4 separate regions of the Mus musculus genome follow, and regions 1, 2 and 3 are each linked to region 4. Evidence: chromatin contacts called from public Hi-C and promoter capture Hi-C data. All regions are on one chromosome and are shown on one strand. Each heading gives the region's core, a stretch centred on a gene start, on an enhancer-like site or on the middle of the called end of the contact. The rest is flanking DNA. Distances are from core to core; before and after follow the strand shown. Region 1 holds the start of Ccar2 (cell cycle activator and apoptosis regulator 2). Region 2 has its middle 39 kb from the start of Gm34998. Region 3 holds the start of 4930429C20Rik (RIKEN cDNA 4930429C20 gene). Region 4 holds the start of Gfra2 (glial cell line derived neurotrophic factor family receptor alpha 2).

What was found. Promoter capture Hi-C pulls out the DNA fragments that hold promoters and counts their contacts. A called contact is a pair of places that touch in the nucleus more often than the background predicts.
Region 1: a contact with region 4 is called in a promoter capture Hi-C map of pre-B cells, with 2.4 times the contacts expected there. The contact joins the promoter of Ccar2 here to the promoter of Gfra2 in region 4.
Region 2: a contact with region 4 is called in a Hi-C map of nephron progenitors, with 4 times the contacts expected there. The contact joins the enhancer-like site here to the promoter of Gfra2 in region 4. A contact is called at or near these places in 3 of 39 promoter capture datasets (hippocampal neurons, liver and stem cell-derived epiblast-like cells), 2 of 484 Hi-C or Micro-C datasets (both in nephron progenitors), 4 of 115 datasets of contacts at active chromatin or transcription factors (embryonic forebrain, embryonic hindbrain, forebrain and 1 more) and 1 of 9 other capture datasets (embryonic stem cells).
Region 3: a contact with region 4 is called in a promoter capture Hi-C map of hippocampal neurons, with 8 times the contacts expected there. The contact joins the promoter of 4930429C20Rik here to the promoter of Gfra2 in region 4. A contact is called at or near these places in 13 of 39 promoter capture datasets (the 3T3-L1 cell line, the HPC-7 cell line, cranial neural crest and 9 more), 1 of 484 Hi-C or Micro-C datasets (embryonic stem cells), 7 of 115 datasets of contacts at active chromatin or transcription factors (embryonic forebrain, embryonic hindbrain, embryonic stem cells and 4 more) and 3 of 9 other capture datasets (adipose tissue, embryonic stem cells and liver).

What each region holds. Positions count from the first base shown.
Region 1 is chr14:70,151,482-70,159,078 of GRCm38.p6, reverse strand. It overlaps Ccar2 (cell cycle activator and apoptosis regulator 2), which reads left to right and starts at 5,288. Exons shown (of 21, transcript NM_146055.3): 1 at 5,288-5,452; 2 at 6,322-6,415; 3 at 6,615-6,706; 4 at 7,108-7,199; 5 at 7,404-7,518. The coding sequence starts at 6,358. 9930012K11Rik (RIKEN cDNA 9930012K11 gene) reads left to right here. Exons shown (of 7, transcript NM_001112735.1): 2 at 1,425-1,900; 3 at 2,280-2,420; 4 at 2,561-2,663; 5 at 2,803-2,918; 6 at 3,126-3,229; 7 at 3,803-4,674. The coding sequence ends at 3,911.
Region 2 is chr14:71,805,679-71,813,142 of GRCm38.p6, reverse strand. No RefSeq gene overlaps it. Among named protein-coding and RNA genes, the nearest start is that of Gm34998, 39 kb to the right of the region's middle. Within about 2 kb of position 4,167, at least 11 of the 459 cell types and tissues checked have an H3K27ac peak or open chromatin away from gene starts, as enhancers often do. A contact at or near this core is called in nephron progenitors, where this site is marked.
Region 3 is chr14:71,419,427-71,426,736 of GRCm38.p6, reverse strand. It overlaps 4930429C20Rik (RIKEN cDNA 4930429C20 gene), which reads right to left and starts at 5,725. Exons shown (of 2, transcript NR_166771.1): 1 at 5,483-5,725; 2 at 5,113-5,385. It overlaps Gm41203 (a long non-coding RNA gene), which reads left to right and starts at 6,270. Exons shown (of 2, transcript XR_874811.1): 1 at 6,270-6,446.
Region 4 is chr14:70,884,832-70,892,585 of GRCm38.p6, reverse strand. It overlaps Gfra2 (glial cell line derived neurotrophic factor family receptor alpha 2), which reads right to left and starts at 2,479. Exons shown (of 9, transcript NM_008115.3): 1 at 1,692-2,479. The coding sequence starts at 1,731.

The sequences.
Region 1 (7,597 bases), core at 4,039-6,538, 740 kb after region 4:
ATATTCTTGCCCCAGCCAGCAATCCTGCAAGCCCCTTGGTGGCCACAAACCCATTTCTCAGGGATGGTTGCCGGGTTTAGGCTTCCTGGTACACTTCCTGATCCAGAGGGGACGGGCTGGCATCCTCTTCCCGCCAAAGCTGCCCAAGCTTCTGCCCGATGCCCATAGACCACCTAGGCCATCATAACCCCTGGCACAAAGGTGGTAATAAGTGGATGCTAACCAAAGGGGCGAGGAGATTCGTGCCTATAATCCCAGCACTTGGGAGGATTCGTGCCTATAATCCCAGCACTGAGGCAGGAGGAATACTGGGAGTTCAAGGGCAGTTGAGGATACAGAGTAAAACACTGTTTCAAAACAAACAAAACAAAACAAAACAAAACCAAAGTCAGTTTCCTTGTTTTACTTAGTTTATACTTAAAAGGTTTTTGTTGTTGTTTAAATTTTTTACTTTTGTCTGATTTACCTGTGTGGACTGGATGGGGAAGTCAAACGAGGGGCTCAGAGCCCTTGGATTGGAGTTTCGAACACCCATGTAGGTGCTGGGAACCCAAGACCCACCCAAGACCCACCCAACGCCCATCTTCTGGAAAAGTAGTATTTTAAAATACTGAATCATTGATCCAACTCCAAAAACTTCCATTTGTCACATGATCATCCTTTCTTGCTTAAAAAAACAAAATTATTCTAAATGATTATAATTGCCAGCCGGGCATGGTGGCACATGCCTTTAATCCCAGCACTTGGGAGGCAGAGACAGGCGAATTTCTGAGTTCAAGGCCAGCCTGGTCTAGAGAGTGAGTTCCAGGACAACCTGGAACACAGAGAAACCCTTGGGGAGGGGGCATTGTTTTTATTGCTGCTGCTGCTATTTCTGTTTTGCAGTGTGAGGATGGGACCCAGTGCCCTGTGTGTGCACTCTCTGAAAGCTCTCACAGGGTCACATCTCAGCCCCAGTTGCTGTCATTTTTACCAGTGTCCTCATAAACTCTAGGCGATACCTCATTCTGCTTCCTGGTGTGTCAGGGACTCCAGATAGCACTGTGTAGCCCCGTCCTTCACTTCGCTCTTTCTCCCTCCCATATCCAGGAAGTCCGAGGCACTTAGACTTGATTGTTTCAGGTGAATCTTAGTTAAGGGTCTCTTAAGCTATCTGCATTGCTGTTTGTCATGACTTGCAAGGACTTTGCCTACCACATGCTGGAAGTGTAGGTTTCTGTTGGCTGTCAACAATTGTTATAAGAACCCTATCTATACATCTTCCAAGCAAGGCTGGAACTTTATCCCAGTGGGGATGGGGTTGTCCTGTGTCTTTGTTCACCACTGGTACAGGACACACCTCCTCAAGGGAATGCTGTTGAGTGCTAGGAATGCTGGAGGCGTTGAGGGCATCCTGCCCAGCTTGATACGGATTCTCCTTACAGATGGGGCCTTTGAGGACCTGGCACAAGGCTGTGTGGTGCCAGGAGTCACTTGCACCTACAGACGGATACCAGACAACACTCACGAATGTTCACTGGACTTCAGGGAGGGACAGAATGAGCTGAGAGGTCTGGAGAGACAGATGCCACTTCTGAAACTGGCTTCCCAGGACTCGGGCATGGAGATGGTTGTTGGGGACAGCTCCTTGGCTACCTTATCAGGACTTTCTCAAGATTCTCTGAACCTTGAGCCCATGGGGAGCCCTGAGCTGCCTCCTGCTCAGCTAGACCGGCTGCTGGCCAGACAGAAGCTGGAGGAGGTGCTGGAGAGATCTCGAGAGTTTCCCAGCTTGTCTGCGCAGCGTGGCCCCCTGCAACTGCTGAACAAGCCTGTAGATGGAGTGCCCATCTTTGCAGGAGAACAGGAGTCCACGGAGGCAGACACTGAGCTAGAGGCTGGTCTGGAAGAAGCAAAGGAGGCGAGTATTCATCTTGGCTAAAGTGCAGTGGAGTGGGGCAGGGTGGGGTGGGGTGGAGAAAGCCCTGAGGTGTGGCTCATGGGGACCCTTCCCCCCATTTTCCCTGGAGCTCTCTCGGGGTGGGGCATCCCTTGTCCCTAATTGATGGTTGTGTCATTGCTTTCTGTCTCACTTCGCACCCAGCAGTATGTAGCCACCCCCACAGAGGAGGCAGACAGGTATGGGTGACATGCTCAGCTGGCCACTGGGGAAGCCAGCCAAGTGTGTCTTTCTTGGCTTGTCTGCTGTGTTCCATTTTGTTGGCTCAGTGCAGCCTGACTACCCAGAATGGGAGTTTTGGCTGACTCTGAAGGTCTTCCTACCTTAACGTGTCCCACAGGTTGGTAATATGGAGTCTGCAGCCTGTACCTGCCTTCCAGGTCAGGGCTTGCGCTATCTGGAACACCTGTGCCTTGTGCTGGAGCAGATGGTGAGGCTCCAGCAGCTGTACCTGCAGCTGCAGACCCAGAGACCCTCTAGGGTGAGTGATGTACAGGTGCAGGTGGCCAGGTCAGTTAGGGAGGAAAGTGGGGGGAGGGTGGGACCCCTGGAGCATGAATGCCTTCTGAACAGCCTCAGCTTTCGAGTGAGTCTCTGCTTGTTCCATCTTGCCTGCCTCAGGATCCTGAGGAGGAAGTATTGGCTCCAGCTCTTTCATCATCACATATCCCAGACAATAGGGTCCAGGAGCACAGAGAGGAGCTAAGCCAGACAAAGGACCCAGGTAAGGGGCAACTGTGTCTTCCTCTGCATTCTGCTGCCTATGTGCCTGCCCAGGGTCCCATCAGCAGACCCCTAAACCGTAGCTTAGTGGGGCTGCTTCCTGCTTGTTTCTGGCCCCAGATGATGTAGTTCTCTTTCAGAAGGTGCAGAGGCAGCTTCACTTCCAGAAGTGGGGGTGCTTGTCACCAGCCCCTCTAGGCTGCCAGAGGCCTTGCTGGAACCAACCCACATCCTTCCACCCTCCCAGGAACCCAAGGTAGTGATGGATATATGTGGAGCAGGTAGTAGAATGGTGCAGGGTGGGGGAACATGGGAATGTGTAAGTGCAATGACAGGGAAATGACAGGATTGCTGTTTGGAGCAGGTGATTTGCTTGGGCAGTGAAGTTCCTGGTAGCTTCATTAGGGATGTATAGTATATAGATGTACTATAATAAGATGAGCCCTTATTCTCTGTTCAGCAGGATCTCTCCCACTGGGATAAGGTCAAAGTTCTGCTCAATCGGCTCCGTTGGAGGAGCCCTCGACTTCCTGAGCCTCCTGTTCCCCCTGATGGTTCTGGATCCAGGTGAGTCTTGTGCCTGATTTAGATTTAGGCAGTGGGGAGAGACTGCTGGGCGAGGATGTTGGTAGTGTCCTGTCTTGTAGTTAAGATGCCCCATTTGGCCGGGCTTGGTGGCGCACGCCTTTAATCCCAGCACTCAGGAGGCAGAGGCAGGCAGATTTCTGAGTTCGAGGCCAGCCTGGTCTACAGAGTGAGTTCCAGGGCAGCCAGGGCTACACAGAGAAACCCTGACTTGAAAAAAAACAAAACAAAACAAAACAACCCCCCCAAAAAAAACCCAACTAAACAAAAATATGCCCTATTTGTTGGTGAAGAGACAGAAGATGACATGAGATTGGGAACAGTGGCTTTCCCGAAGCCACTACCAGATTGTGGGCGGCATGTTCATCCTCACGTGTCAAGCCCTCACTCCTTACCACTGAAATTTAGGGGCTGGTAAGGTAGACACACAGGCAAAGTATTTTACTGTAGGTGAAGTCTGTCTGTCATGGTTGGCAGCTTCTCCTCAGGAGGTATGCAAAGCTTCTTGTCTGTTTTCTTTCTCTTCTTGTCTAACTTTCCTTTGCTTTTCTATAGGATGGAGTTTAGAAACCTCTCTGACAGGACTCCGTGCCATTCCCAACGGAAGACCTTTATACCAGCATTGGTGGTTAAGAAGCCACGAGCAAAAAATCTTTCTGTATGACCTCTTGGTGTACCTGGTGACCTTGGGAAGAAGTCCCTCACATTTTGGCTTACTGCTGCTTCTCTGCACTGCCAAGAAAAGCTATTGGTGCTTGCTCCTCTTCAAGGTGAAGGCCAAATCCATCTCTAAGCATCGAAGCAAGGAGCCCTGGATCCCCAAGAGGTTCCTGAGTGCAGTTCCAGCACTCTTCCAGGGCTCTTCCTCCTCATCAGAAATCTCTGGGCTTAGGCAATGTGAATTGACTTATTTATCAGGTGCTCATAGAGCATGTTTAGTATGGGAGTGTGTCAGCATGTTGCAGATGTAAGTTTATGCAATCTTTGTTGGACTTCCGTCTGCCCCATCTGATGGAATCATTCGTCCAAAGGGTTGGTGTTTGGGGTGTCACTGGAAGGATGGCACCGATCTTCATTCCACAATGAACAGTTACTAATGTGGACTTCTAATGTCTTCCTCATACCTGAGACGGCAGCCCTAGGACCAAGAACAACATTGCCTTGGGTACCTTTGTAGTGAGTCACGGCTCTGGAGTACAGCCCCTGAAGGCTGAATGAGGGATGGGGGGAAGGTCAAGAACATTGAGAGGAACAACACATAACTTGCAAGGTCAACTCTAAGATGCTGTGTTCTATCCTGGAGTTTAACCATAGCGAAGTCTCTTAATTTCTGAGCCACAGCTTCCTACTTGGGACCATGATACCCACCTTACCTACCTCATAAGCTTGTTAGGAGGATGAAGTAACATTAAACATTCTCAATGTGTGCTGTGACTGTTAAATGACCTGGGAAGGGTGTGATGCTGGAGGCAAACAGGAGTGGGGAGATGGGAGGCCAGAAGTTAAAGGAAGGTGTGTGTGTGTTCACTGTTAATAGTTGTGAAAATAGCCACATTTCTGGCAAGATTTTGGATAGAGCCACTTCATTAAGATCGTGTACGTTTCATATTTGAGAGTCTGGGTATAGATTTCGGATATGCTTACCCCTTGCTGATGGTGCAGTCAAGAAAAGGACAGGAATAGGGATGGGGGTGGGGTGGGGTGGTCATTGGCTTTAGTCAGAAGACTATCCCCTGGAAATGGACCCCCAGTAGGCACGCTCCTCCTCTAGCCAATGGAGGCCCTGCTTCTTTTGTTGCTGTAGTCTTGGGGGTTAGTAGAGCACAGCAGGGTGTGTAAGTGGTAGTCCCCTTCCTTGTGTTTGTGGGAGTGGGTCCAGTTCCAGTCATTTTGAGACCTGGAACCAATGGTTCGAGCTTACTTTTCTGATGGGACACTTGAGAGAGGACACCACCGAGCTCGGCTTCCGAAGGCATTATCGGATCTGGGAAGGCGCACTTCCGTTCCACAGTTGGAGCGGGATGGCAGGCTGGTGTGGGGGAAGGGAGAGGTCGATGGAGAAGAGGGAGGTACCATATCCGGGAGAGTGGCAGCTTCCGACCAGTGGTCTCTCTTCCGGAGAGGCGTTTCCGGTGGTGGTGGCAGCGGCGGCTGCGGTGGTTCCGGGTGTCTTTGTCCCCCTGGTGTCGTGGCCCTGGCCCGCAGGTGGGTTGGGGGCCTCCTGCTGCGCCCCCGCCTCTCCGTCTCTCTCGGGTGGCGAGGCTGCGGGGTCCGAACGGCGAAGATGCGCCAGTCGCGGAAAGAGCCGAGCCCCTCTGGACTGCAAGCTCCGTCGCCCTGGCAACGGCCTCGGCCCTGGGGGCGGGCGGGAGGAGGAGAAACCTCGCGCCGTGAACCTCCCACGGTGGCTTCTCGGTGGCCCGGCCCGGAAAGCTCTGCGCAGGCGGCTGCGGAGGCCGGAGCCTAGGGTCGGGACCTAGGAGGAGGGAGCGGCGTGCAGGCCGCTTGGCGAGGGCCGGCTGGACAGCTCCCTTCCCACCAGCGGGTCCTAAAGACGCCTGGCGGGCTTCCGGGGAGAGGGCCCGCATCACCAACCCGCTACTCGCACCTTTTATTTTTATTTTTTGCCCCGGCCCTGCGTGGAGTGTTCTGGCGGATGTTTTTGAATGAATGAATGTCACCGGAGCTCTTCCAGCCCCTCACTCCTCCAGCTTCTCTAAGGGGTGCCAGTGACATAGTGAAAGGAGTGCTAAGTTGTTGGGAGACCTGGGTGTGAGTCCCACTCTGTCACTACCTGGTTTTGTGGCCTTGGGCAAGTCTCCGGATCTCAAAGCTCCAGTTTCCTTGTCTGTAAACCAGCATGTCACTAGCACCCACCACTAGGTTATTGTGAGAACAAACTGGAGTAACGTTACTACCAATTTCATCTCCTCTACATCCTCTCCATTCTTCCATTTTAGGACCCACCTCTTCACCTTAAAAGCTTTACTTAAGATTTTCTATCCCCCCTCCCCCTCCCCAATAGATGGAAGTTTTCCATTGGAGCTGCTAACTTCTTTCTGTTTTGATTGAAGGTTTCCCCCCAAGACCTTGAAAGGACAGTATTCCAAATGTCCCAGTTTAAGCGGCAGAGGATCAACCCACTTCCAGGGGGACGCAACTTCTCAGGTGCTTAACTCCTTACTGGTTACACTCAGAACATGCTCGAGACTCAGTTTCAAAAACTATGGCTCTTGGGTGTTTTTCTGAATGTCTGAGTAGCTGATTGGAGCCACCTAGACCTCTGGGTTTATAAGATCCTCTGGCTATCTTCTAGTGCTTCGGGTAGTAGGTGCAATTCCTGGAGATTGCTTCTCTGTCCCCATAGGCGCAGCTTCAACATCTCTTTTGGGCCCTCCCCCTGGTCTACTTACTCCTCCTGTGGCCACAGACCTGTCCCAAAATGCCAGGCACCTTCAGGTATGTTGGGTGCTCTTTCTAGCGAGTTTCCCTTTGGGGCGACCCTAGTATGTTTGGATGCCTGCTGTGTGTTGTTTCTTGTGTTACAATGGTTTTTTGTTTGGTTGGTTGGTTTGGTTTTGTCCTGGTAGTAGGCCAGTGTTGGGGAACGCAGACAACTCTTAGGTTGGGGAATCTTGAATACCTGGCTCCAGAGAGGTCTTGGTGCGGTTTGGATGAAGTCAAGTATTAGCGTCTGTCCTCTTCACAGATAGGCTGTGTGCCCACTGGTTTTCTTCCCATGTGAATTTTCCTGTAATACCACGAGCCGAGTCCCTGTGGCTAGAGATGAGGCCCTAGTGACATAGCATGATTTTGTTCAGGTCACTTCCTGTTGCTTTTGACCTATCCTTCTCTTGCAGAGTGGGGAAAAGCAGCGAGTCTTCACAGGCATTGTTACCAGCTTGCATGACTACTTTGGGGTGGTAGATGAAGAAGTCTTTTTTCAGCTAAGGTAGGCTTGAGGCTAGTCTGTTCTCGGAAAGGTTGTTGCATTTAGTTCTGTCTCTGTGCTGGTGGGCCCCCTCTTTAAAGCCATTGCTTTGCTATCTTACTGCACGGTATGAGAAATTTTGATGGAGAAGGTCTTCCTGGGGGCAGTCAGAATAACTTGTCCAGGGTGCCTCCTGATGGGGCCTCCTGGTTTGTGTGCTGGCAGTGTGGTGAAGGGTCGACTGCCCCAGCTGGGGGAGAAGGTGCTGGTGAAGGCCGCATACAACCCAGGCCAGGCCGTGCCCTGGAATGCTGTCAAGGTGCAGACGCTCTCCAACCAGGTATTTTTCTTAGCATGTCCTCTGCAATGGGGAGGAGAGGAGGAAGTCTTGTGGTCTGACTTTTGGGCACAATCCTTTT
Region 2 (7,464 bases), core at 2,918-5,417, 920 kb before region 4:
ATGCTGACCAGAGACCACAGTTTATCTCTGTCACATAAAACATGTTATAGTATCTTTGCAGGCACTTGAGACTGAGTATATGAGCTTTGTTCTTCTCTGTGTGTATAAGGGGCTATCAAATCAACCTTCTAAAATTAAAAGGGGATATATACATATATGTGTGTCTGTGTATTTGTACATATACACATATATAAATATATTAAATTATATAAAACAATATGTAAATATTTTATTAAATATATGTATATATAAAGGTAGACCTACAAAGGTCTACCACTCATGTTTTAGATAGAAATGGGAGGAAAAGGAAGGAAAGAGGAAGCAAGATTCCTACCTTAGGATCCCATGCCTTGCTTCTAGGACACCCAGTCCTGCTATGAGGAAATGTACATTTGTCTCTAGTGAAGGAACTAGTGAAAGCTCCTTCTTCTGTAAACAAAGACATTTGGCTCTACTCTTGAGCTTTTTCTCACCTTTAAGACTGCTGCATGCATGGTCATCTGTGCCTGTTCAGAAAACACCCCCCGTCTGTGTAATGGGAAGCAACCAAATCCAGGGAAGCAATGGTCAGTCAGGAAAAGCCTGCCTCACAGTTTTGGTTCTGCTCTGTGGGAGTATGGGCACAAAACCCCTACACCACCCTACTCCTGGTCTCCTTGGAGTCTCAGATTCTCAACTTTTCAAATGAGGGAGGTTGGTCCAGTGACCTTTAAGGGCCCTCTGTCTTTAAAATTGTGTGGTTTTTAAAACACCAAGTAAAATGCCAGCATTTGATAAATTCATCAAAAAGAAAAACTACAATTCATTATTAGACACAGAATTGGAGGGGAACCAGCCACAGAGCCCTTGCTTGCAGAGTCAGTCTCTCTATTCACTTTCCATTTGTTGCTCTGACCTTTGTGCCATTGCTAGCTTCCTTGTTTTGGAGGAGACAACTGACCTGTTGCTACACAGGGATCAGAAAACAAGGGTACCAAAGCACTAGGACCAAGCCTCATTTTCCTTAGAAACTGCAAGAGATTGAAGGAAAATGTAGCAATCCTTCCTTACTGACTTCTGAATGGAGGACTAGACCACATACACCTCTGAGATGCAGAGTATGAAAGGAAGAGGCTAGCCTGACAGTGGTGGTGCGTGCCTTTAATCCCAGCACTTAGGAGGCAGAGGCAGGTGGATTTCTGAGTTTGAGGCCAGCCTGGTCTACAGAATGAGTTCTGGGACAGCCAGGGCCACACAGAGAAACCCTGACTTGGAGAGAGAGAGAGGGAGGGAGAGAGAGAGAGAGGGGGGGGGGGGAGGGAGGGAGGAAGGGAGGGGGAGGGAGGAAGGGAGGGGGAGGGAGGGAGAGAGAGAGGGGGGAGAGAGAGAGAGAGGGAGGGAGGGAGAGAGAGAGAGAGAGAGAGAGAGAGAGAGAGAGAGAGAGAAGAGGTTCTGCTATGCACACGGAGAGGGCTCTTCTCCTTTGTCTTTGATGGGAAAGCCTTGAACAAGTCACATATTCCCTTACAGAACCCTCATTTCTATTTCTGCAGTGCAGACATGTACCTAGGGTTTCTGCCTTCTTCAATAGCACTACTATGCATGCTTTCAATTCCTTGGGGGCTAAAACATCATGCTAACACCAGGTCTCACCGCCACCAGTGAGAACATAGATATAGCTGAGGCTTTGACTAACCTGCACTCAAGTTGGTACCTCCACAGTGGCACAGATTGCATATTGTCAGAACACCCTGCACCTGGCACTGCCTGAAGTGAAGCTGAGGATTCTTGGCCACAAGGCTGCCTTCGGGACAGAGGCTGAGCTCAGAACTCCTGGAGGAAAGGCTTACTAGACAATATCACTGGCAATATTCCTCACTAGACAGTATCACTATACAATATCTATTTAGCAATGGCACGCAGTTGCTAGAGTGGTTGAACTTCACACACGGATTTTTTTTTTCCTTTGCAGCTCAGTGAAGAGAAACAGTCAAGGCAGGTCAGGTTAGTATATTGGGGTGTAACAGAAAATAGACATTTGTCCTATGGCCCTCTTTGCCTCTCCTTACACTGCAGGTATCATCCCAAGAGTCTCAGTTTGTCCCAAGAGGTACCCAACTCTTACTTGGGCATTGGTGACCTGCCTCCCCAGGGATGAAGCTCCACTAAAACCAGGAATATCTTTGCTTTTCCAAGTTCATACCTTCTATCTGATGCAAACATACACATTTTACCCTGGGGTTCATGCAAATCAGCACATCTAGGGATGCTCTGAAAATGCTCAAACTCTAGGCATCCAGGCCACCATTTTGAACTGTAGCTTAGTGGCCCACACTGAAGTCAGATAAACTAGTCAGTCCAGAACGAGCCTTTATGTAAGAGATTCTGGTAGCTCTGGGAAATGACACAAAGGATGACCGCCCCGACTGTGAGGATCTGGTAGGCTGCCTTTCCTTGCTGGTGTCCGCTAGCCTGCTGGTTTCTATCTGTGGTTTCATTTTAGACTCAGTGTTCATGAGCACCTCTGGATGACCAGTGACCATTTCACATCACTAAGATAAATGATGAACCCGGCATGCAGGCTGGTAATCACCACTCCCAAGCAGTGGAGTGCTGCAAGAACACAGGATACAGGATGCTTAGAGATCAGGACAGTGCCCACCAGGCAGTAACTACTGTTCTGAAAGCCCCAGGGCCAGTGTCTACTTTCCCATGCTCTCTCTCTCTCTCCTCTCTCTCTCTCTCTCTCTCTCTCTCTCTCTCTCTCTCTCTCTCTCTCTCTCTCTCTCTCTCTCTCTCTCTCTCATGTGAATCTATACCTCTGGCTTTCCGAGTCTCACACGCTATCTCCCAATGTATATTCTCTCTATAGAAAACCTTGTTACCCACTCACACTATGTGATGACATTCACCTTGGAAATTCCCCTATGCCTGCAAGTCTCCCAGGAGAATGGGCTACATGTATACACCATTATCTACGAAATACCAGGAGTATAGACAAAGCTGTTTGTGGAAAGTTGGAGAGATACCCTAAATCCACTGGCTAAAGAAGATATAAGGAATTGTATGTGTCTAGAAGCTTTCTTTAAACCAGAGGAAAGGGGAACTAGGGTGGAGTTTGATAATTTTTAACTGTACGAAAGGAAAAATTGGTGATTAGGCAAGGTTCACAAGGACAGAACTGAGAGGGGAATATATGTGTGTGTATTACTTTTTTCTTTTTTTATTACTTATATTTTTCATTTACATTTCCAGTGCTATCTCATAAGTCCCCCATACCCTCCCACCCCACTCCCCTACCCACCCACTCCCACTTCTTGGCCCTGGCGTTCCCCTATACTGAGGCGTATGTATTATTTTTAAGGAGGATTTATTGGAGTTCCAAAATGGCTACCTGCATGACTTTTCCTATCTAGGGAAAAGGACAACTGTGGACTATCTTTCTTCTTCATCTCTTTTCTCCTGGGCAGTTTTCACAGGTAAGCGCTCTCTGTCCCTACAAAATATTTCTCTTCACTAGCACTCTCTCACATGCTAGGCTTCTCTGAAAAAAAATTAAAATCCACACATACATGGGTGCCTTTTGTCAATCCTAGGCTAATAATCCAGCTAGTTTGACCATTTCTACCAACTATCGCACATGGCATACTCTAGAGAAGGAAAAGTCACCTTTCTCCACAATGGACGCCAGTGATTGACTGGAATGTATCTGTCAGCAGCACTATAAGGAAGAAGAGGAGGCTTGGTGGATAGTGTCTGACACTGAGATGGTGGGTCACAAAATTAGAGAGGAAAACCAGGGGGCAGTATGTTGGTGGCAGACACTCAGGCTGTTGAGGGGACAGGTAATTGAGGCTTTCAGGAGTGGGGGGTGGGAGGGTGTCACCAGCCTGGTCCCCCATGTCGAGGAGAGCTGAGGAACGGCTGTGGGAGTCACTGAGCCGCTCAGAGGGAAGTGAACTGGATTTCTATTTCTTGTTTGCACTGTTAAAATGTTCCTTTAATGTGAAAGCCTTTCTGTTAAATGGAGGGGAAAGAGAATTCTCCGACAAGTAGAGCTGTAAAACAAAGAGAACAAAAGCAGGAGGCGTCTGAAATGGGTTTGTTGCTATAGATATAGGGAGACAGATAGCAGCGCTGATGGATGGATGGAGACAGTACTTATAGCTCAGAGGCTGAACACAGGCTAAAGGAGACAGCCGAAAGAGAGGCGCGCGTCTCCAGAACTTCCGCTGGGAGTCAAAGCAAACAGCTCAAAATAAAATAGCCAGGCCAGGTGTCACTTACAGGCGAAGTGCTGAGAAAAGGGACACCAAAAATAAGGCACAATTGGAAAGGACTTTCAGCTCATCTCATTTAATGGGAATGTCCCCTGGGGTCAGCTATAACAACTACAAGATAGCAAAGACGATCCAGAGGAAGACAGGACCATCTCAAAGCATTGGATGGGAAATCAGAGAACATTTTAGTAAATAAATCCAGGAGTTAACTTCCTACGTTCAACCTAGTTACCCAAAGGCACGCATGGTCACACATGTGCAAACAAACATTCAAAAGGTAAGCAATAAGCTACAATAGCAAGAGGCACTCAGAAGTAAACCTGTCTTGCTATAGATAGGGAGGAGAATAAATTTTTGAGGAACCAATAAAATGAAGCTACTCTCCTACAGGAATGGGACCAGTTACTGCATCAAAGGTGACCTATAGCCACATAAGGCATATAAATTCCAGTCTTTATAGAGTATTCATTCCTGCTGCAGGTAATTAAATCGTGGGGGCATGTCTCGTAAACTAGAAAGGCTTCCCCATAAAGTCTTCAGGCGACTAGATTGAGGGCAGAAAGATCCAACCAGAAGCCCACGGCAGGGCTAAGGGAGCCATCACCAGCCTGAGCCTACTGAGTGGTTTCTCCAGTCACATCCAGTGCCAGGTATATTGTAAACAAAAGCCACTCTATGGGATCCACCTAGGCAACTGGAACAGACCACAGTCCAGCTTCTAAAAGCTGGGGTTTGGGGTAGAAAGAAACTATTCAGTTTCCACTCTTCTCTCTTTGATGTTGTGAAAATCCAATTCGCCTGCCCAACACACAAGTCTATGCTTAGATCAACCTTAGTGTTGATTAAACAGAACACTGGACTCCATGTATTATTAAGCACCTGTAATCCTGACACCCTGGAAGCAGAGACAAGGAGAATAGCCATTCCAGAACAGCCTTGGAGACAGACACAGTGAGATTAAGGCCAGGCTACATAAGAAGGTCTGCGGGTGTGGGGATGGTGGGCAGCAGGGCTTGGGGATGCCTGAGGGGAGAGAACAAGAGAGGGAGAACTTGATCTCAAACCAGTTTCTTCCATGGGAGTCCAACCCTGAGTTTTATGAACTTGTTAACTTAGCACTTAAGGTCTAGCTAAGTGACTTTCCACACAACTTCAAGGAGCAAGAGTAGCTGGAGTGATGACGCCCTCTCAGCAGCAGCCCTCCATGTGGCACCTATACAGGTCCTGCCCCATGAAAGTAAGTAGGTAGGTTACTATGAAATGAGTGAACCAGGACCCAGACAAACCTAGAGCGCATAAACCTTTGGGTCAGGCAAGTCTTCCTATAGCATGCCTTGAAAATAGATAGCCTCAGCATCAGGAAAAGGTGAGAGATCTCCTCTGTGTAATTACCCTGCACTTGCACCTCCTCCACTCTGCCTGAGGCCCAACAAGGCAGAAGCCAAGTGCCTTTTTCCCTTGATCCTTCCACCAGCTCTGCTGATGGAAGAGCAGATTGTTCAGGTCCTCTCCCCAGCCTGCTCATATGCCATTTCCAAACAGCTTTTGCTTGGATCATAGTCACCACCTTCTTCTCCTTTCCCCTTTCCTGATGTCATTCCTTGCTCCCACCACCCTGCTGTGCGGCCTAACACAGGTCCTTCTCCTACACAGTGTGCATTTCACTTCTTGGTTTTCCTCTTTTTCTTCTTCCTAGAAGGCAGGCTTTGCTTCTGTCCTTTGATTCACTGCTTTATCCAGTTCTTTGGGAGGACTTTTAAGCAAATGAGGGTAGAATGAATACATGCCAATGGTTCTCAGACCTGAAAGTCACTATTTCTTTCTGCATTAGACCCCAAACCCCATTTTCATGCAGTCTAGGAGCCAGGTCAGGGGTTTTGCCTGCATCAGAGTGAGGACTGACAATCTACTTGCAGGTTCCTACCTCTGGTCCATGCCAGCCAACTTCCTACTCTCTAAGCTGGATGGTGTTAGCTCCCACCGTTCAGTACTTTGTGTCTGGATAGTCATCTTCCTATTGTGATCTCACATGACATTCTTGGAGGGGACAGTCTAAAGAAGGGCAAGGTGTCAGTATGGGTTGTCCCCAAATCCTTCCTATCCATATGCCTGGATGTCTCTGAATGACTTCCTTCAGCAGATTGCTTGGGGAACAATGAGTAGGGAGAACACTGAGCAGAACAGCTACTCACAAGCTGTGCGTTGCCCCGCCCACTACCTTCTTGAGCTTCTCCATTAAAACTCAGATAAGACCTATCGGATAACTTGCTGAAATCACACAGCAAGAAAGAAACAGCTCAAATCTCGATTCCCTGGACTGTGCAGGCCAGACTCTTTCTAAAGGAGCTGTCTTGACAAGAGGAATCCAGAGCAACGGGAAGATGATTTATTGTATATAAATTGCAATTTACCTTGAGGCCTAATTTGCATATGACATTCAGTGCAGAAAAAATTTTAGATATTCTATTAGGCTGGGGAAAAATCTAGCTGAAGTGATATGGACATGACTCCTGAGAATCCCAAGAGAAGACAAGGAATGGAGTCATTCATCTAGAGCCTCTGACCTTGTTTCTAGAGTACACAAAGATGGGGGTTTCAGGACCATCCAAGGCTGGAGAGGGAACCATTCCCATTAGGAGGAATCTCATCAATATTGGTGAGAAGAATGTAGCAGGGTGCTGAGCCCACACATCTGCTTTTGAAGGCAGCAGAGGTGGATGAGTTGTTCCTGACCGATAAACCAGATATAGGATTCACAGATACAGCCAAAAGCTCTAAGCTAGTGGATGGCCAGAACCCTCTGGCATCAAGGACAGATGCTAGGACAGGAGGGCGGTAATGGGTGACACATGACAGGAAACAGAGGAGGGGTAACCTGAATGTCATCCAGGATTCCACACCAGCCCTGTATCCTCTTCATTCCAAACAATCCCTCACTTCCCATGGGAGATTGGTGCCTGCTGTTGTAACAACAGCTGCTTGGTAAAAGTCACACTACACTGACCTCTCTTAGCTCCACCCAGCAAAATCACAAATCAGGCAGCCTCTAGGGGAGCCATCCTCTGGGTAGAACATTTCTGGCTCTGCTTTAGAAATCCAACTCCCAGTCAGTTTCTGCCTCATAAGCAGACCTGCCCACGTAGAACCTAGACATCCTCCTGGCTGATTTATGCCTTTAATACTGCCAGCTTCATTTAGCCAGCCT
Region 3 (7,310 bases), core at 4,476-6,975, 530 kb before region 4:
CTGGGGAATGCGGTTTTGCTTCATACCAGCTGAATTCTGGTACCTCAGCCCCTAGTTTGACTAGAGATCTGAAGAAATACAAAATGAAATAGAAATGGCAGTACCCTGGCTTGTTTGGCAGCTTCCAGGCAGCAGCAGTGGTGAGGAAAGACATCTCACGTGAGTGAGGTTAACTGGCTTCAGCTTGCTGTCTTGTCTCTGCAATGGCTTCTAGCAACTATTAACTCTTTTTAACTTTTGAAGAGCGTATCTACATTCATTATCTCAGTGTTTGATCATGAAGAATATTCCCCGACACCCCCAGGTCCTCTCTTATAATTTCACTTTGAGTATTTGAGTTTTATCTTCATAATCTAAAATGAATAATAAAAATGTATTTCATACAATATAAGTACTTATAAATGAGTCTGTCAAATTGGTTTGATACCCAAGCTTAAATTTGAGCTAATAATCAAAAATAAGAAATATTGTGCTAGTTTTTTTTTTTTTTTGAACTAATGAGAGGAGAATAATGCTCAGTTACCAGAGGCCAAACACTGTCACTCAAAACAACTGGTACTAAAGCAGCCAGCACCATTGCAAGGGACAATTCATTTCTTTAAAAATCTGACTCCTTCAGTTATTCTGTTTATGTGTTATTGGTTTTGTGATTTTGTTTTTATTTGATTTATGAATGTTATTTGTTTTCGTATAATCATGTAAGCATGTCTACTTTTAATATCTATAAATATATTAGTGATGATGCTAGAAAAGTCATTCATATCAACATAGAGGAGAAGAAAGAGAGGGATGGGGGGAGGAGAAGAGGAGGAGGGGAAAGGGAAAAAATGAAGGAATGAAAGAGCAAAGGGTGGGTGACTCCAGTTGACTAACACCCCAGGTCAGATAGGTCGCATGCACTTCCCAGGTGGCATCACAAAGCCAAAGTAACTGGCCAGAAAGTGGAACTCTAGGCCAGCACACACCTGTTATCAATCAGTTTCTTTCCAGACAAGGGTGGAAGAAATGATAGAGCTTAAGCATAAGAGACTGCACCTGCCTAGTGTAGGAACCTCTCCTATGATAACTCTGTCAGCAGATAGTATGTCAGCCTTGACTCAAAAGGAATCAGAGATGCTCTATAACCACACCACCATGAAGCCTCAGCACACGGGACTTGTAAATTGGAGATAAAGGTAGGGCGACTGAGCCACAGTCCTGCCAGTAGCACAGATAAGCACAGGTAGCATTTGCTGAGAACACTGTTTTAATTGGTTCCTCACAATGCCATATTACCCCTCCCACCTCACTAATTCATTTTTTATTTATTTATTACGTATTTTCCTCAATTACATTTCCAATGCTATCCCAAAAGTCCCCCATACCCTCCCCCTCACTTCCCTACCCACCCATTCCCATTTTTTTGGCCCTGGCGTTCCCCTGTACTGGGGCATATAAAGTTTGTGTATCCAATGGGCCTCTCTTTCCAGTGATGGCCGACTAGGCCATCTTTTGATACATATGTAGCTAGAGTCAAGAGCTCCGGGGTACTGGTTAGTTCATAATGTTGTTCCACCTATAGGGTTGCAGATCCCTTTAGCTCCTTGGGTACTTTCTCTAGCTCCTCCATTGGGAGCCCTGTGATCCATCCAATAGCTGACTGTGAGCATCCACTTCTGTGTTTGCTAGGCCCCGGCATAGTCTCACAAGAGACAGCTATATCTGGGTCCTTCCAGCAAAATCTTGCTAGTGTATGCACCTCGCTAATTCTTATTATCCATTCTTCATGAAGACTTTCTGTCTTGAACAGGAGAAACACCTTCTGCGGATTAAATAATGCCTCCCCCAATATGTATGTCAATTTAATACCCCAAACTAGTGTTACCTTCTGCTGAGAAAGGAGCTGTGTGAATGTGAGTAAATTAAGGATTATGAATAGGGAGGTTATCCTTAATCATTCCGGTGGACTCCATATAATATCTCTTGGGAAAGGGTGACCACAAGGGTCTAAGGTAGAGATAAGACTATAAAAGCCGAGACGTTAATGATGTGTTTGTTGGCTTTGAACATAAAGACAGTCATCACTGAAAGCTTGGAAGTGAAGGCACAAGATCAAGGGTAGGTTGCCTGGAGCTGTTACCTGCCTCACTTTATCTAGTTACAATCTTGCAAGGAGGAGTAGCCAGTAGCTGACAATGTTACAGATGCTGATCAGGAAGAGAACCTTAACAGTGAGAAAATCATTGTAGATGAGATGATTCCAGTGGAAGGAAACACCATTGCTGCATTGGAAAGCATGGGGACAAGCCTACAAAACAAAACAAAACAAAACAAAACAAAACAAAGCAAAACAAAACAAAAACAAGGAATTGCCTGGTTATTGATAAGTTCTATTCATGACCCAAGAAGGGATAATGAGATCCAAGAAACTCAAGGCTAAGTAAGCAAACTAAGCAAGATGCCCTTACATTTTCAATGGCTAAAATATAAACTTGCCAAGATGCCCTTCTACTGTGTAGTAGTATGTTTCATCAATCATTAGACTATTCATAAAAGGTGGATCTGTTACATTAATATCAAAGCTCTGGTGAGGAAAATTTTGTGTCCCAGGAACATAAGATGGGGATGTTTGGGTAAATGACTCTTAGCATGTTAGCTCTGCCAGCTCTGCTTAGCTCTGAGAGCTGGTTGCAAAGACTCATGCTTCCCTGGAAGGAGCTAGAATTTTTGTTATGATAGTAAATAAAAGATGGAGACATTCTAAAAGGCAGCAGGTACCCCCCCCCCCCACAAGAGCAAACTTTACTTCCTTTCTTGAAAACAAGGTTGATAACTAGGATTAATCTGAGTAATAAAGAAGGAAAATGACTCTGGTCTACCACAGAGATATCTAAGAATTAGCCAATTTGAGTTAGGGCTAGGCATTTAGAACTAGTACTGGATTATAAAGATGCTTGATCAAGAGGCCCCTACTACAAGAGGAATAATAAACCAATTGAGGCTTCCTTGTTATAAAACATCCTAGGGAATTGGGAAAGCTTTCTACTGGCCTATGAAGTAAGAGAATCTCTTAGAAACCACCTCATCCTCCAAAAGAAAGCCAACACTGGTGATATAGAAATGCCTGAGTTGTCTGAGAAATAGGAGGGATGAAGAAGCAAAGACAAGCAAAGACACTAGATAGGCTAAAGCTGAAGCCAGGGGAGGCAGGAAATCAGGGCTTGCAGAATGACCTAGAGGCCAGGCAAAAAAAAAGTCCTTGGGGGAATAACAAGGGAAGGTTTACAAACCAGAGTGTGAGGGAAAAAAGAGATAAGCCAAGATGTGGCTTATCAGCAATACTCCAAGCAGCAGCAGTGGAGGATGAAGGGTGCTCACCCTATCTACTTGCTTTCCCTTGTTTGGTAATACAACCTGTGCCCATATTCAGGTTCAATACACATTGATGGGAAGGAAGGGCCTTTCAGTGCTATAGCAGGTTTGAATTATACTGAATTCCTTAATTTTTCCCCAAGTTGATCTGTGACAGGATACTGAGAGAAGGATTCAAGAAAAGCATTTTGAGGATTATTGATCCAGGTCTGAGTCTGGTATTGCTAGTCAGAGATACTAAATGCAATGCTAATTAGATACCCCATTACACCTAAATTTAGAGAAATCAGGTAATAAAAATATGGGAAATGTGTGTTCATCAGCTTTGAATAGCAGAAGGAAGGAGCTCTACTGCACTAACAAACTACAGTGTAGTCTTACTATTTGGATCCTGCAACCTGGAAGATCATGTGGTGCTGGAAATATCTATGATGGAGGAAAATGCAAGATGGAGTGTGGAGGAAGAACAGAGGACAAATCATATGATCCTGGGATTCTAGACCAAGGTTATGCCAACTACAGTCAAGGATTATGCATCTTTTAAGAAAATTGTTCCTGGTTAGTTCATATTGTTGTTCCACCTATAGGGTTACAGGCCCCTTTATCTCCTTGGGTACTTTCTCTAGCCCCTCCATTGGGGGCCCTGTAATCCATCCAATAGCTGACTGTGAGCATCCACTTCTGTGTTTGCTAGTCCCCGGTATAGCCTCACAGGAGACAGCTATATCAGGGTCCTTTCAGCAAAATCTTGCTAGAAAATGGCCTAATCGGCCATCAGTGAAAAATGAGGCCCATTGGTCTTGCAAACTTTATATGCCTCAGTACAGGGGAACGCCAGGGCCAAGAAGTGGGAGTGGGTGGGTAGAGGAGTGGGGGAGGGAGGGTATGGGGGAGTTTTGGGATAGCATTGGAAATGCAAGTAAAGAAAATATCTAATTAAAAATTTTAAAAAATAGCAAAAAAAAAAAAAAAAAGAAAAAGAAAAGAAAAGAAAAGAAAATTGTTCCTGGAATAACACTGGGCCCGATAGAGTGAATGCTTGGTCATAGGACACAAAGTGACCAAGCACCCTCCAGTAGGGTTGATTTTGAAGTTCTGCAGGACCTGCCAAGTCCTAAGTCAGACAGCAAAAGTCATCATAATGAAAAATGATGCATCTAAATAAGATCCATACAGGCTGTGTGTGCAGTGAACCAGAACTCCATGCATGTCAACAGCCACAGTCACAATCAGCATCCTGTTACCCAAGCTGGATCATACCCAAAGCCATGTATAGGGAGAGGAAAGGCCCAATCTTGGTTCCTATATGGGCTGGTTTGACACGTATGTGCAAGCCAAAAATAGATGGTGGTTTAATTATGTCTCCACTCACAGCTGCCAGGAATACTGTACAGAAGGAAACATTCTCTATGTGTGGAAACATGAGCAATGTTCCTATATGTCTGTACATACACAGAGAAGAAACCCAAGATAATTCAAGGAAATATACAAATTACTGGGCACTGTCCAACCTCCCAGTCAGTCTCACTAACATTATCTAAATGCATGCTTCTCATGACATAACACAAAGATTTAACCAAATGCTGAGCTGGATAATAGGCAGCAAGTCAGCATGTTTCTTAGAACATCAACACCCCATGTGAGCAGGAAGGTATAAATTCCTGTCTTAGGTTAATATATTGGGTATAGAAGCTATATGAACTGGGAACAGCTATGTAAAGTTAAGGGACTTTTTTCCTGCTGAATTAGCATCTCCTCCTATGGATTTCTACATATGGGTCTTTATTTGGTCTTTCATCTCTAAGCAGAATGAGTCTAATCATCTCTTGTTCATCTTTCAGATACCTAGAGACAGTGCTGTTCCCAACCAACAATCCCAATCTTCAGTTGATTTTCTTTTGCACCAAGTTCTTCCTTCCACTGTTAGGTAAATCACCTTTCTCTTTCCTCCAGTTGTCTGGCATCTTCTGAAACCAGGTACCCATACTGGCTCCTGACTGACTGACAATACAGGAATCCAACGTTCAGGTTCATCTCAAAAGAAAAAAGATCATCTTCATTGCAGCCAATGTCACATAGATTTACCCTAGCAGTAGTCTCACTAACAATCCAGTTTGATCTGGGCACCCACCATGATGTTTTTCCCAAAACTTCATCCCTGGTGGTCACTCCTATGCCATACATATGTAGCCATTTGAGTGTGAATTTTACCACTGCTTTGCAATTTGAGTGGGCAACCTATACATTTGACATTCTCACATGGCCTTTCCATGTTAGGAAGGCCTTCTACTCACTCTCTGCATATGGCTGTGGCAAAACAGAGGCAACTGCCCCCTTTTCACTTCCTAGACACCCCGAGTTTACTCACATATCTGATGGCTCTTTTCAGAAGAGGTTTCCAGGCCCTTTGCTTAGCCTTAATTGCCCTATATGTCACAACAGTTCTCAGTGATTCAGTACAGTTGTAACCAAGGAAACAGAAGACACTAGGAGGCTACTAGGAAAGCTTCCCTCCCATGAGATACTTAATAAGGAGAGAGAGGAGAGGAGAGGAGAGGAGAGGAGAGGAGAGGAGAGGAGAGGAGAGGAGAGGAGAGGAGAGGAGAGGAGAGGAGAGGAGAGGAGGAGAGAGGGGAGGGCAGGGAATGGAAAGGGAGGGCTGAGAGAAGGAAGGGAAGGAGGGAAAAGAGAAAAGAAAGGAGGAAAGGGGGAAGCAAAGAGACCCCTTCCATCACAGCTACGGGGTGTCTATCTGCACACCACACATTTGGAATACCTTAGTATCTTAAAACCCTGAGGGATAAGATAGGGGAATAAGGAGAATAAGAAAAGGGTAGAATAAAATATTAAGATAGTCAATGTTGAGATGGCAGATTAAATTATTTTACTAAAATATTTAATTTTTGTTTGTTTTGCAGTCAGGGGAACTTGTTTGTCAAGACATGCATGTAGGTGATCGGAGTTCAAATTTTCCTCTGAGATATATTACTGGACTGTAATCTGAGCTCTTGATAAGGCCATTGAGTTGTAGACTTCACCAATATGGAGCCACAGTGCGCTGTGACACTCAAATGCAGGATTGAGTCCCTCATTGTGTAAGTGGTCCCCAGCCCAGAGCTCCTCCTCATTTCTGGATATCAGTGATTGGAATTTTCTTTGATTTCTAGAGCTACTTAGTATTCACACTATAAATCCCATTCAGATATTAGATTTGTCACATTGGTTTCTGTGGCTTGACACTGGAACCTGAAGGAGGTCCTTTTTATGAGATAAAGAGGCAAATGTGAGAAGGACTGCTGCACACATGCCACTTAGACTAAAAACAAACAGTCACTTACGTATATGGAGGTACATTAATTGCCAAAATTGAACTAATGAAAGAGACATAATTAGCTTCTGAGAGCAGAAGAAACCAAGTTGATCTCCTAATGAGGGCTGAATAGGCCTCTCATTAGCCACATGGCTGAGGACAGACATGGGGTGCTGGGCTCAGAGAAAGCACCTAAGGAATGAACAAAGCCCTAATTGCAGATGGGTTCAGGATGCCCTAGGTCCTGCATACTCCAAAGTACTTTCGATTGCGGACATTGGAGTGCCACTGACGAGACAAAACAGTCCAGTTAGGTTTAAGAGACGGATGTTTGCCCACTGCCCTTCCTCTAATCTACCAGCCTACCCCCTTCTTGTCCTTTTTGTCTTTTCCATGAAAGGGGGACTACAGTTTGCCCCAGGAGACCTTTGTCTATCACATCCCTGAGCGCATAGCATGGATGGACCACCAGCCTGAGAAGGAACCAGGGTCATTTCCAGACACCTTCTAGACTCGCTGACTTGATCTCAGCGGGTTATGGGTTCCCGTGACTTACCACCTAAGAACCCATCAAAATATCATTAGCAAACCATTGCAACCTCTCAGCTAATTGGCACTTTTATACAAGCCCTTGGGAAAACAGAAATGC
Region 4 (7,754 bases), core at 1,230-3,729:
ACTTGGAAGCATGCATCCTTTATGAGGGAGGGGTGTAACTCAACAGCAGGCAATCTGGCCACTTTTTACCTGAAATGCAATGCTTTCTTCTTCGCTCTGATCATTCTAAGACCCTAGAAAGCTACGTTTTCAGACCATTAATGAAGATAAGGTCAAATTTTGTGACAGTTCATTCAGAATGAGAGTTCACTTCCCCCAAGGCTGCTGGAAAGGGATGAAAGTGAGCCCAGAGCATCTTCTACCCTCCTACCCTGTCCCTCCCACCCACAGGGTTACTGACATGTGGAGAAAGCAAGTATGGTGAAGGCCACACCCCAGGGCAGGGCTATGTCCCCTGGGAATGCATAGCTGGGAGGTAGAAAGTCTGTGAGCAAGCAAAGATACAGCCAATATCTATTCACCCTGACTACAAATCCCCTACAATCTGGAGGGCACTTCTTAGACCATGCATATCTTCCATAAGCAAAGGCTACCTCCCTGTCTGGGCTATCCAGAGCCCTTTTCTGCTGAAGGTAAAGGTGATTTCTTGATCCCTGCTTGGTAGCCAGTTCATTCTGGTCTACCAACAAGCAGAACAGCACCTGGACTAAAAGCAGATGTCACACACACACACACACACACACACACACACACAAACACACACATTTTCCAGAATTCCCTACCAGTAACCTTGCCTGGGAACCCTGGGTCCACACATAGCCTTTAGCTTTGAAAGCATCTTTTCTTTACCTGTAAACTATTCCTAGACCTTGCTTCCCAAGCAGCTGAGATTTTACAAAGTATAAGGGGAGGTGGGGAGGCGCCTGCTGGAGCTCAGAACCACTGGGCAGCCGCTCCTCCCTGTCACAGAGGGAGGGGGCTTATGGGGTGAGCAGTAAGTGGTCTTTGTTAAGATCTGTTTTCTCCCTTTTCCTGCATTCCCCCGCACCATCTTCTTTCCAAGGAGCAAACTTTGGCCTCCTCTTTCCCGTGTCACATGCCCTAGGCCCCTGGGTTGTTGCTCTTGAAGGCCTTGAACACCCATTTGCAAGCCTGAGCTCCACCTACCCATCTGGCTTGGAAAGGGAGGCCGTGGGTAGGGAGAAACTTGCAAAGTGCTACAGAGAGTGGAGAGATAGGGTGCGTTCCTGAGACTGATTGGCAAGTAGGAGGTGACTACAAGGACTCCCCGCAAACGTCCAAACCAAGACCTCCTGCCGAAACCCACTGACTCTGAGAGCCTTCCAGAAAGGAGGGGCAGGCTTGATAGCGTCCCGCCAGCCTCTCCCCATCCTTCCTTTCATTCACACCAACAGTTGCATTTTTTTCCTTCCTAAGTTGTTGCAAATTGAACCCATTATTTTGAGGGAAATGAGCGCTATCACGGCCTGCAAGTAAGAGTGTGTGTCGGGGTGTGTGCGCGCGCGCGGCACGGGAGTGCGTGCGGAGATGGTTTGAATGTTGGAAGTCTCCTTCTCGGTCCTCCGCGCAACCAGCTAGCCGCTGCACAGCTCCCTCCTCTAGAGCCTCCCAGGCAGTTCGGCTCCCCGGAGCCCCAGGCCCGGGCTCCCAGCCTGGCGCGATCTCCCGGTGTCTCCCACGGCGCCCTGCTTGCAGCCCCCAAGCCCACCCCCGCATGCCCAGCTTCCAGTGGGCGACTGAACGCGCGCAGCCCCTTGTGACCCCCAGACTCGCCACCTGCAGGTACTCACCTAAAAAGAAGAAGAGGCAGAAGGCGTTTGCCAAGATCATGTTAAATAAATCCCACAGTTTTGTGTGTATGTGTCTTTCTCCCTTAGGTTTAAAAAATAAAAATAAAATAACAACGGTAATAATAACAGCCAAGCAATGATAACGACCCCCAAATCCAATGCGGAGATCCCGCCAGGCGGCCGCCGGTTGAAGATCCCGAGTCCAGGGATTCTCGCTGCTGGCTGGAGGGGGAGGGGTGGGAGGCGGGCGGTGGGCTGCCTCTCGACGTCCCCCCCTTGCCACTGAAATCAAACACACGTAGCTATGTGTCTGGCTGCCTTCTAAGCCAACAGCCTGGTCCTGAGGTCAGCCCAGCCCTTCGCTCTCGCGGCCGGGAAGGCGCGAGTCCCCGTGGGTCCAATTCCCCTGCACTTCCCAGGAGGGGACTGGAGAGGTGGGGGCGAGGCGATCTGAAAGTGAAGGACTGGAAGAAAGCAGCGAGGGAGGGGGGTCAGAATAAATGCAAATAGGAAAGAAATCCACCGACGGATGGGAGCAATCCAGTAGAGCTTCTAGGACGGGAGACCAGAGTCGCTTCTTTGGCACCAAGACGAAGAAAAAGATTCAAAATAAAAAAAAAAAAATCTTCTCCCGCTATCCCTTGCTTCGGCTCACTTTTTCTAATGGAATTCCAGTGCCGGTGTGCCTGTGCTTGCGTGTGTCTTTCCTCCCTTCCTCTCTCCCTCTCCTCTCCTCTCCTCTCCTCTCCCTCGCTCTCGCTCTTTGCTCTCGATCTCCGCTCTCCCTCACTCTCCCTCTCTCTCTCTCTTCCCCTCCCTACTCCCTCTCTCCCTGCTCCTCCCTCCGCCCGCCTGCTCCCTCCCTCCCCCTTCGCGGCTTCCTCGCCTAGGCTCTCGCGCCTCGCCCCTCTCCTCTGCTCGGGGCTCAGCGCCCCGGCTCCCTGGCGGCTGGCGGCGCAGCGCGCGGGAGCGCGGCGGAGCAGCTACACTCTGCAGCAGCAGTGGTAGCGACTCGGCGGTGATGGAAGCTACACCGGAGTGGCGCTGGCGCCCAGGAACACTGGCCTAGGGGTGAGCTCCACCGCTGGCTCCCTCGGCTCAACTGCCCGCCCTTGGGACCAGCCTGCTGCCTTGGCCGGAAAACCGACTAGATCCCCCGGCCAGTGTCCACGCTCAAACCAACGAAGCCTCCCGCCCCCTCCTCTCCATGCAATGTCTCATCCTGGCTAGGTGAAGGCTTGCGTTCTCCAAGTGCTCCTGCCCCTGCACTGGACCCCCAGAGCCATGAGGTTTCGGAAGCCTGAACGAGGTTAGGGAGACACTGAGGCCCGGGTGCTGGAGCCATCCTAGAGGCATGGGGGCAGGGCAGTAGAAAAACCCAGGCGTGGTGGTCCAGGTCTGAAAAAGAGAGCACCACTCTGCAAGCTGATGTATTCCTTGTGGGGAGCCGTTCTGAGAGTCTTCCCAAAAGCACTAGGGAACCCAAAGACGCCCTTGTAGGCCAACCCTATCTCCCTGGGTCTAACCCCGCGCTCCTATTCGTGTGTTCTGCATGCAGAGCTCAAGAACTTTTACCGCACACTAGTGACTCGCTTGCCACCCCACCCCGCGCGCGCTCCCCAACACACAGGCACACACACCAGCTCTGCAGCCATTCCAGACACCTCTTCCCCAGTTGGTCTCTCCTCCCCTGGACCAGAGAGAAGATTGTCTAGGGGTCCCAACTTCCTCCTCCAAGGCCAGTGAACCAGCCAGAACTGCGCGGGAAAAATCCAGCCCGGGTTGACACCCCACCCTACTGGGGAGCCCCAAAACAAGGGACACTCAGGCCTCTGCTTCACACCCCCTCCCCGCACACAGAGATCTCCTGGACTCCCTAGAGCTAGTCGGGGAACTAAGGCCACTCCCGGTTCCCGAAGCTGAGGGTGGAGACCCTTCCGGATGGAGACTCCTCCCCAAGCCGGGAAGGGGGACAATTTATCCATCTGTCTTTGGCCCCAGCTCACCGGCGTAATTTAGTCATAGAATTTACAATAAAAGCCCAGAAGCCCCGAAAAAAGAAGCGTCTGGCTGGAGAAGGGTTGAAGGCGAAGTGAGGTTGCTGACCGAGGTGGCAGGGCGGCAGACAGGCAGTACACATGTCTCAGCGCCCTCGGGATCATACAGCCCACGCACACCCGGCACCCTAGTTCCACGCTTTTCTCTGACACACCTTCGGCTGCCCTGGCATTTCGCACTCCTATGTCTTGCATGCGACTCCCGGAGCCAGGTTTAGGCGATGCTTCGTCAACTTTCCACGTTGCCAAAAAAAAAAAAAAAAAAAAAAAAAAAGCTGTCACCATCTCAAGCTTATTTGGGAGTGTCTTCTAAAATACATTGTTAAATATTAAGGCGGTGGAATAAAGGAAGTGGTAGTGTGTTTAGTGTGAAGAGAGGGGGTCACTCACAAAACCAGCAGCCTTAGCTGCTAGTGGGAAAGCTAGAGGGAGCAACTTCCATCTTGTGGATTTAGGCGGGAAGGCACAGAACAGGCGTTTCATCTGGCCATTGGGAGACAACGATCCTAGACCCTACACCCAAAAATAACACCACTGTGACAGCTGGGTAGGGGAGAGTTCCAACGAAAAGTGCCTAAGCAGCAGCAGGGGAGCGTTGGCTTCTCTCGTCAATCCTCCATCCCTCTGCTGTTTTTTACTTCCCAGAGTCCCCTAGGTTCTTTTCAAACATTGGGGAACTTACACATCTGATGTAGGTTAGAAGATGAAAAGCAGTGAGATATACCTCTAGAAACTCTTAGCCCAGAAGCCAGAGGCTGGATGCTTCACCACTAAATATATTAAGCCTCTTCCACTCACTCACCTACTTCCTGGCCCTTCTGTAGATCCAGGTGTTACCCCACCTCCCTTAAAGGCCTCTCCTTCAAAATTAATGCTAAGCAATCCCGCCATTACTCAGACCTTACCTTCGGTTAGCCTTAGTTGAGTACTAGGGGGAGAGGGTTCTGGGAGAAAAAAAAAAAAAAAAAGCTAAGTGGGCTGAGAAAGCCATAGAAGACAGCCAAGGATATGCTCTGCTGAGTTCCCATGGGAACAGAGTCAGGGGATTCTGGTAGTAGGAGGTGAGTGACTTGTGATGCTTCAGGCCTTCAGGACCACCCAGGCCTCACAAAGGACAATGGGAAATATTCGCTACCCCCTGTTGACACTATGGGACATATTTACCTTGAACCCTCTTCCCTCCTATCCGCACCAAGATCCACCACCCTCTGCCAACTGTCAGTCTAAGCTACTGTTCGATGGATAGGGCACACACTGTCTGTTTGCCAAGATCTGCTGAGAAGAACCTACTAGGCAGAGGGCAATTTAATTTAATCTCTCTGGGCCTCAATTAGCTCATGCAGAAAATGGGGGATGTTTCTTAAAACCTGATTTGTAGAGATTAGACAGCACACTGCACCCAAAGCTGCTGACAGAATGCCTGGCTCACCCCTTTCCTCCTGGGCCCAGAGTGTGAATGAGGTTACAGGAGGCTACAGGAGCTAAGAGCAATGAGAAGCAGAGATTGGACAATAGCGAGGTTTCAAGGGAAGCAGAAAGTGCTCTCTAGAAAATGGGAGAAGCTCTTGTAAGAGTAAGTTATGGGGGAATGTGGTGCCCTTTGGGAGATGGGACATGATGCACTTTCACACCTAAGATACCCTGTGTTCTTTTCTGCTCTCGTGGACCTCACCTTGCTGCATCTCTGCTCACACAGGGCCCACCCCCTGAACACAGACGGAGCAGAGCATCAGAGCATCATAACGATTGAGGGTGGGGGGAGGGCACATGAAACTTTGTGCCTTCTCTCCTTTGTCTTGTGGAGAAGGTTCCCTCAAGAGCAAGGAGGAAGGGGAGGCACAGAGTAACCATCACACAGAGTCCAAAGTCTCTTCATTTGCTATGAGGAAGAGGGGGCTCCCTTGTCCTCCAGAGGAAAACCAGTCAAGACTTTACTTTAAATATATATATATAGAGAGAGAGAGAGAGACAGACAGACAGACAGACAGACAGACAGACAGAGAGAGAGACAGAGAGAGACAGAGACAGAGACAGAGAGAGACAGAGAGACAGAGATAGAGATATATAGGTATATATATATATATATATATATAGAGAGAGAGAGAGAGAGAGAGAGAGAGAGAGAGCACCCCATCATGCTAAGACACACAAGGAACCACAGAACGGTACTCCACAGGACAGAAGCCTAAGCCAGGATGTTCACCATCAGCCATCCAGAACAAGCTTACCTTATCCATTCTCAGAACTGTCCCAAAGGCTGTGGGAATAGACCTGGGTTGTCTACCAGGGAAGCATGTGGAGATGGAGTTAGTCATGCCTCTATGACAAGAAAGGGAACAAGCCAAAGGCAGCCAGGATCCCAGTGAGGGGAGGAAAGAAAGTGTCACTGGATTTTGGGAGTGCTATCCAAAGGGATGTCACTGTTCACAGAAGTGGAATTCCCTCTGGAGACTCGAACAGATTTGGCTAAGGACATTTTGGACATGGGGGTTATGTGGGAGACTACTGTGATAAGGAAGAACTGAGACACCCAGTCACTGAGAGGAACCAAGGGCATAAGTGGAAGAAGCCCCTGTGGGAGGAGATCTAATAGATCCAATTGGCAGATATGGAAGAGGACCAAATACCCCAGGCTTTAGACCTGAGCCCCCTGGGAGGCACTAAAGGGCTGAGCAGGTAGGTGACATCATAATTTTAGTGATACTGATATGACAAGTGTATGGAAGATGGAGACCAGTTGGGAGGCAGTTGTGACAGTCTTGGCCTGAGGTAATAAGGGTCTCTAACAGGAGATGGCAGTGGGCAAGGACAGGAGATGGCTGTCAGAGACAGTGTACTCTAAGATGAATCAGCAGGATGTTGCTAACAGCTTGGACTGTGGTGGAGGGGAGGAGGGGAATTCCCATCTACCCAAGAATCGCCAGGCTGGAATAAAGACAACAGCTCTCATTTTGTGGGCTCTGTTGTGGGAAGAAAAAAAAAAAAGAAATTAGTAGTTAACTTGATGGCGCGATACAACTTAACACTCTGTTAATTCTTATGATAAATCCATGGGTCAGGCTCGTGGCTTAACTCATGCAAAGTCCTATACAGAGTGGGATAAAGTCAGGCAGCTAGGATCTAGGGTCCTGCATTAGTCAATCCGGGTTAGCATATGAATAAACAAAATGACAGCAGCTCTGGGTCTGTAGATTCTGTGCCTGCATTAAGGACATCTGAGATAATCCTTTTCTCTCTGCCCTGTCTGGAAAAAAAGAATCATGAGAATGAAAATCCTTTTTTGTTATTTATACTTTGGACTTGTCTGGCTTCATCCTTGGAGCGTGAGGCTAGGAGGGACCTGTCCAGGTAAAACAGCTCTTTGTCCTGTGTCCTGTGCCTGGATTATCCCTGAGTTTGCCCGGCTCTCTTCCAGCCCCTGTTGCTCTCTAATGATGACAGAATCTCAACTAATATCCCAAGGCACAGCCCAAAAAAAAAAAAAAAAAAAAAAAGGTGCTAGCCTGGGGTTAACTAAACCTTCCAGTTCTCTCAGCCTGAGCAAAGCTTCACAGCAGGGTGAAGGAGACCAGACTAGGAAGAGAGAGAGGCATACTGCACTCCTGGGCATTGATTTCCCTAATTGATGTCAGCCAGTGTTCTCTGTGCTTCACATTCCTGGTAGAAGAAGGATCTTTTGCAAGAGCTGGGATCTCCCTACTAAGCCTCTTCCCCAGACCCAGGAACTGCTCTGTGACCTCACCTGGCCCAGCGAGCTCCTCAGGCTCCAGGCTAGCCCATTAGAGAAAGAAGAACCTGCCTGCTTGGAGGGAGAGGGGGCAGGATGAAGCTGCAGCCTCAATCCATGTACCCTCTGATGGAGATACAGTGCCTCACAAGACACAAACACCTGCCCAATCCAGATCGGAAGGAAGACATGACCAAAACTAGCCTCCTTCAAAACGGATCACCTTGGTTTTAAGAGTGTCCACAACGTAGCTAAGAAAGATCATGGTCCACAAAAGGT